Regions from separate parts of the Anas platyrhynchos genome. Here region 1 is linked to region 2. The links are chromatin contacts, called in public Hi-C maps. All regions are on one chromosome and are shown on one strand. Each heading gives the region's core, a stretch centred on a gene start, on an enhancer-like site or on the middle of the called end of the contact. The rest is flanking DNA. Distances are from core to core; before and after follow the strand shown. Region 1 overlaps TRPM1 (transient receptor potential cation channel subfamily M member 1). Region 2 overlaps MTMR10 (myotubularin related protein 10).

Region 1 (3,102 bases), core at 363-2,862, 54 kb before region 2:
AATCTCCAGCAGCTCAGACTAAAGCAGCCAGGGGGAAAGGAAAAGGGAAGAAAAAAGGGGGAAAAGCAAAAGAAGAGCCAGAAGAAGAAACAGATCCAAGAAAGCTTGAACTCCTGAACTGGGTGAGGTGGAAGCACTTCTATTAAAACTGTTCAAGAGTATTTTTTTTTTTAACCTCTTTGTATGCCTTTCTATTAGTTTATGCAGGTGGGACTTAACCGTTTGTAAAACTGTATGAGAGACTGAATAATCCAGACTACTAGTTTTTGAAGTGCTTAAGCCATTCTCAGGAACAAAGAGAGAGGGCAAATAAACATTTTTATTCTACAGAACACTCATTTGCACGTTTCTGTAGGATCAGCAATAGAATTGTGCAGGGGTGCTGTTCTGTCTTGGAGACAGGAACATTTCTCATCCAGTGTGCACTACATACAACCACACCACAACAGTACAAGGCAGTGCCTGTCTGCTGAATCTTCTTCCCTGCACTTGTCAGAAGGAAATGAGGACATCAGTGAACATCTTCATCCTCCTTTGTATACATTATTTATCAAATGAAGGCAGCTTAAACATTGCTTTTTGTAAGTGCTTTATTTTCCATTTGCAGCAGGTTAAAGCATTTTGTTGTCTAAATTCAAGGTCATGTGTCTAAAGGATTGCTGCTCAAGGGCTTTTCCCCTCTCCCAGTGGGTTCTAAGCCTTTAGACCATGCTAAGAGAAGATCCTTTAGACTTTCTGACCGTTTTCCAAAGCCAAAAGTTGAGTTGTTGAAGGAAAAGGAAGTGCTTCTTCCTGAACGATTTGAGCCTCTCAAGCATTAAATGTTGCCTTTTCTCTGTGAGTGACAGTGAGTGGATGATACATAAGTGAGTTACCAGGTAAATTATGTCAACCTCTTATTAAATGTCTATAGTATCATTTTTATTTATTTATTTTTTTAACTTCTTCCTACCATGTTAAGCAAGTAAATCTGTCTTTCACATAATATATCCAGTATGGCAAGCCTGGTTTAGATAAAAATACTAAAATAGATGACTGGAAAGCTATAGCCTTATTTGCCAGAGGTTCGTTTCACTGCTGTCTTGTCTCTCAAAAAATCACCTGTAAGCTGTACCATCTGTATTGACTTCCGCAAGGGTAAAATGTCACTTTCTAAATTCCTTCTCACTTAGAGATTAATCAGTGTATTTGGGAACTTGGGGATCTCCTAAGTAATGAAAATGTTTGTGGTTGTTGGCCAGCCACATCATCTGTGCTTGTATAGTCCCATGTTTTCCATTCTGCAATTCAGGTGAATTCTCTGGAGCAGGCTATGCTGGATGCACTGGTTCTGGATCGAGTGGACTTCGTGAAACTGCTCATTGAGAATGGAGTGAACATGCAACACTTCCTCACTATTCCTCGACTGGAAGAACTTTATAATACTGTGAGTGAGCAGGAGTAACAAAATGCCATGTGGTATCTTTGCTACTGTATAGGGATGTCCTTTTTCCTCGTCTCCTTCTGATATATGCTTCAAAAATTGGTCTCTAAAAAGCTGAGCTGTAACAGTACAGAGAAGTTGGATAGCAGTAGAGGGAGCCATTGCTCTTACACATAGTGTCCTGAGGTTTCCCTATATATGCGCATTCCTGATGCCTGAGCTTGTAGCTGCTTTTAGAAGCTGTTATACTTTGTTGTGTAATGACGTGTTTAAGGTGCGTGTTAAGAACATTTAAAGAAACAATAAGTCAGTATCATTTTTCTTTGTGGCCCAGAAAAACAGAATGTTTTTCCCTAAACTGTAGGAGTTCATGCTTCTTTATTTAAATTCTCCCCTACCCAAACCACAACAAATTCTGCAAGAACATGACTACTTCTAGAGCATTTTTCTCGCTGTTGTTTAAGTGGCAGGTAGTCCAGGGCAGCACTCATACAACATATAACTTAAGTCTAGTCCTCTAATCCCTTATGTCTCCTGTTGGAAAGCGTAAGTTCAGATAGTACCAAAAACTGCTGTGACTTGAATCAAGATCATTGAACTACCACATAAAGTATTATGAGAAAGGGACTATACAACTCTTAATACTGTGTTTGTCACTGTAGCCCAGTTCCTTCTTTTCACCCCTGTAAAACGTGATGAACATAATTGCCTAAAGTTCTTCTTACAGGGCTATTTGTGTTTGTGAAAAATATGAATTATTGAAGCTCTAATGGATAGTGAATAATTTTTGTTTCAGAGATTGGGCCCTCCAAATACGCTGCATTTGCTAGTTAGAGACGTGAAAAAGGTAAGCTTAACAGCTGCACTACGTTTGCATGATTACATTAACAATATGAGTCAACTGTAAAAGCAAGCACAGCATGGGGGAAAACAGACATTTAAAATTGAGATGGTAGCTGTTAAGGAAAGTCAGATAATTTCTTGGGGCAAATAATGGTGTCAGTCTAATTTGGATATGGCTGTATTGCATTACTAGTAATAACAATGGAGAGGAAAGTAAGGCTCCTAATATTGTATCATTTGAGATTTGATACTGTTTCTTCTCCACAAGAAGCTCCCAATCGGGTGTTACAAAGGAGGAGTGAAAGGAAAGGCTTGCTAAGTTTACTGGAAGCCCCACTTCCCAGAACATAACTTCTATCCTTTTGTTTGTTTCACTGTATGTTATACAGTTATTTTTCTCACAAGTAGTCCTTGGGAGAAAATCTGTTCTAAGTGCTACAAGTCCTAAACATGTTAATTATTTCCATTACATACGAATTAGTTCATTAACAGGGTAATTATAAAATCTGTTGCTACTTATTTACTCTCTTTGAGATTTTGGAGTTTTTATTCAGTAAAATGTAACTACAATGAATGGTCTTCTTTTTGTGAAGGAAAACTCCCATTTATTCTGGGGAGGCTTGAGTGTAGGAATTACGCAGTACTGGCTTACTGTGTAATTTGTAGTGATCTGCTTCCTAGTTTACTTTATCTCATTCAGTGTTTGTCTTTCTGAGTGTCACTAATGCTCTTCTGCATTCTGCTTTCTGTCTGTCTCTCCTTCTCATTGCATTGTCGTGGCTCACTCATTCAGCGACAGTCTCGGGGATTCAGTTGGGTTAACATGGAGGTGATGT
Region 2 (2,868 bases), core at 78-2,577:
ATATTACCAGAATTTTTCCAAAGTGTAAAATACACACAGCAGTATAAGTAGTAATTTTCTTTTTTTAATAATAGAAATTGGGGTCCTGAACCTGTACTGTAATCTTCAGGTGGACTGCTTCACCCGTGTGGCACTGGTACTTTGAGCTGTATCTGTTCTGGGGAACACCCAGAAAACTTCTCAGCATCTGGGTTCAAGAGCACTGCCATGGTCTCATGTTGTGAACCAGATCCTAATGCATACCATTTCCCAAACAATTTACCCCTCTTAACATGCCACACATGCACATTCTCAAATAAATGAAAGCTATTTTAGATGCTGCCTTTAAAAATAGTTTTACTGTATTTGCATTGTACTGTTTGGCAGCACAATGGCATCCTTTAATGTCTTGCAGTTCATCCTCAAGCCTTGAGACTCGATTAGCATAGCAAAAAGCTTTCATCCTTCATGCCCATAAATGAAGATCGGGAGTAGCTCTATTAACATCAATTACTCTAATGAAAAGTTAATGAGAAAAATGGAAGTCAAAATGTGTATGTATGCAGATCTGCATTTTGCTTCACTGCCACTGACAGACAAAAGCAGTCTGTTAGAAAATGACAAGTATTATGGAATAGCTGTTGTCCTATTACAGTTCTTGAGCTTTTCAAACCTCAAGATGTGTTAAAATTTGCTTGGCTTTTAGTTATTTCATGATAGTTACTACCAGTTTTTACCAAATTGTGGAAATCAGCTTATAAATGTTCATTTGAAAAGTCATGCTCATCCATTTCCCTGCAATACTTTTACTGTTTCTTTCTTAGGAGTACCCTGTCTTCTATAGTGTATTGCAGTTCCATGGTAGCACTGAAAGAAAAGTCAAAGCAACTGTTCTTCTAAGAGTTGATGGGAATTTGTTGTCAGGAACTTTGTGAAAAAATGTTTTAAGCTTGAGTTAGTCTGTAGTCACTGGTTTTATAAATAGCAGGAAATGTCCCCCTCAAAAGTCAGAGTACATAAATATTCAGTGAAGGTTTCATAATGCTACATACGTGGTACATACAAGCTAGTAAAAATGCAGTGGCTTTCTCCATGCAGGACTTGGCATGAATGCACTTTTTGAGTTTTTCCTGTGCCTAAGAGTTTCCTAAGACTATTGCAAAGGATGTGAAGTTTAGACGAGACTCTTCCTTATGCCCCGGCTTAATCTCTGCTGTTCTGAGGATGCATCTTTTATTTGAAATCTCTGCTAAAATTCTCTTCCCAGGGCAGGGCTTGTGACTCAGCCTAGTCAAACCTGATGACTGCATCAGATTGCCAGAGATGGTGCTGGAACTTGCTAAACCCACAGACGTCTAGAAGTGATGGGTGGATTTCTTTTGTGAATGAAAGTGATTCATCTGAGACTGAACCTACATGGGCTAGGCCAAAATTAATTGAAACTGACATCTTGCTGATGTTTCAGTTGGCTATTTCAGTTCTCAAGATCAGCTGGGGAGGGGGAAAGGAGTGATTGCTGGCATGTTTAATTAGTGGTAGAGCCCCTGCACATGACAAGTGGGCTTACTGTAAAAAAACAAGTTCTATTGAAAATGGAGATGGAGAATCTCCTGCCTCTCACTCAGCTGATAAACTACAAGTGACTAACACCAAGAAAATACCTCCCACCACTTGCAAGTAGCTTAGGGAAGAAGCTCTTCTTAATTGCCAGACAATTTGCTTTTTGCTTACATTCATTAATGCCTTTCACAATTTGGGAACACAACTTAATGAGATGCAGAACTGACATAGGTCCTGGAAGTCTTCAACATGCAACCTCTGTTTTTCCCTTCAAATCAAGTATGGAAATTGAACGTTAGAAACTGGTTTTCCCTTCAAATCAAGTATGGAAATTGAACATTAGAAACTGGTTTTAGCTTTTGCTCTGCAAAGTTAATACTGCCATAATCATGAGCAATAAATGTTATGTATATAAATAATACTAATAAACATTTATTTCCTAGGTGTGCCTTGCCATAGCTCATTATTCTCAGCCAACAGATCTTCAGCTTCTCTTTGCATTTGAGTATGTTGGAGAAATATATCATAATCCAGGTAAGTATGAAAATACCTTATTTTCTTCTGTTTCACAATCTGTAAGCTTAGTAAGTCATCTATCCAGAAACAATAGCAAAAAGCTTTTTAGGCTTTCTCTGGGGGCAAGTAAATTGGCTTGTCATGCAGCCAACCTCTTACTTTTGGACTTAAGTGAGTTGTTGTGATACACTTTAAAGACCAAAATCAAAAGCAGTGTCTGTACTCTGAAACAAAACTGCCAATGTCAGCATGAGTGCTCATATTTCTCCATTCACACTTCGATCCTCCTATCGGTGTATTAGTCTGTAGCGGTACTCTAGGTGCATAGCTGATGTCCCATCAGGCAGGCTTGTTTACCTGCCCTTCTTTTGGGAATAAGTTTCTCTTCTGGTGGTATTGCAGGAGGATTTGTGCAGCTTGGGACTCCATACCTCCTTTCCTAGAGGCTTACTAGGCAGTTCTTCCCACTCAAAACCTCCACCACCCCTGCTGAGTTGGAGCACACCCTCTCTGCTCAAGGCCAATCTCCAACTGAACCCTGTCAGTTAGGTAAGCCTGAAAAAGATGCCTTTGGAACTTGATTTCTAGTGTAATGCTGTGCGGTCACTGCTTAGTGTTCCCCAGCCAATACACAGCTGAAAACCATCAGTTTTAGCATTCCAAGCCTCCAAATAGCAGAAGTACCATTGATGTAGATCTGTGGTACAGAAATATTTACTCAGGAGCTGGCATTAGAAATCATTGTTACCAAATTTGAATGTTGTGGAATTATGAGCTCAGACATTCAAATTTGTACAAAAATGCACATTTCTC

Evidence for each region. Hi-C and Micro-C count contacts between places; a contact is called where the count stands out from the background.
Region 1: a Hi-C map of liver shows a contact between it and region 2, with 3 times the contacts expected there. The contact joins two enhancer-like sites. A contact is called at or near these places in 3 of 8 Hi-C or Micro-C datasets (liver, skeletal muscle and subcutaneous adipose tissue).

What each region holds. Positions count from the first base shown.
Region 1 is chr11:9,106,626-9,109,727 of IASCAAS_PekinDuck_T2T, reverse strand. It overlaps TRPM1 (transient receptor potential cation channel subfamily M member 1), which reads left to right. Exons shown (of 30, transcript XM_072043536.1): 15 at 1-122; 16 at 1,292-1,426; 17 at 2,220-2,270. Among named protein-coding and RNA genes, the nearest start is that of MTMR10, 31 kb to the right of the region's middle. Within about 2 kb of position 1,612, at least 1 of the 8 cell types and tissues checked has an H3K27ac peak or open chromatin away from gene starts, as enhancers often do.
Region 2 is chr11:9,052,775-9,055,642 of IASCAAS_PekinDuck_T2T, reverse strand. MTMR10 (myotubularin related protein 10) reads left to right here. Exons shown (of 16, transcript XM_027466187.3): 6 at 1,983-2,073. Among named protein-coding and RNA genes, the nearest start is that of MTMR10, 23 kb to the left of the region's middle. Within about 2 kb of position 1,327, at least 2 of the 8 cell types and tissues checked have an H3K27ac peak or open chromatin away from gene starts, as enhancers often do.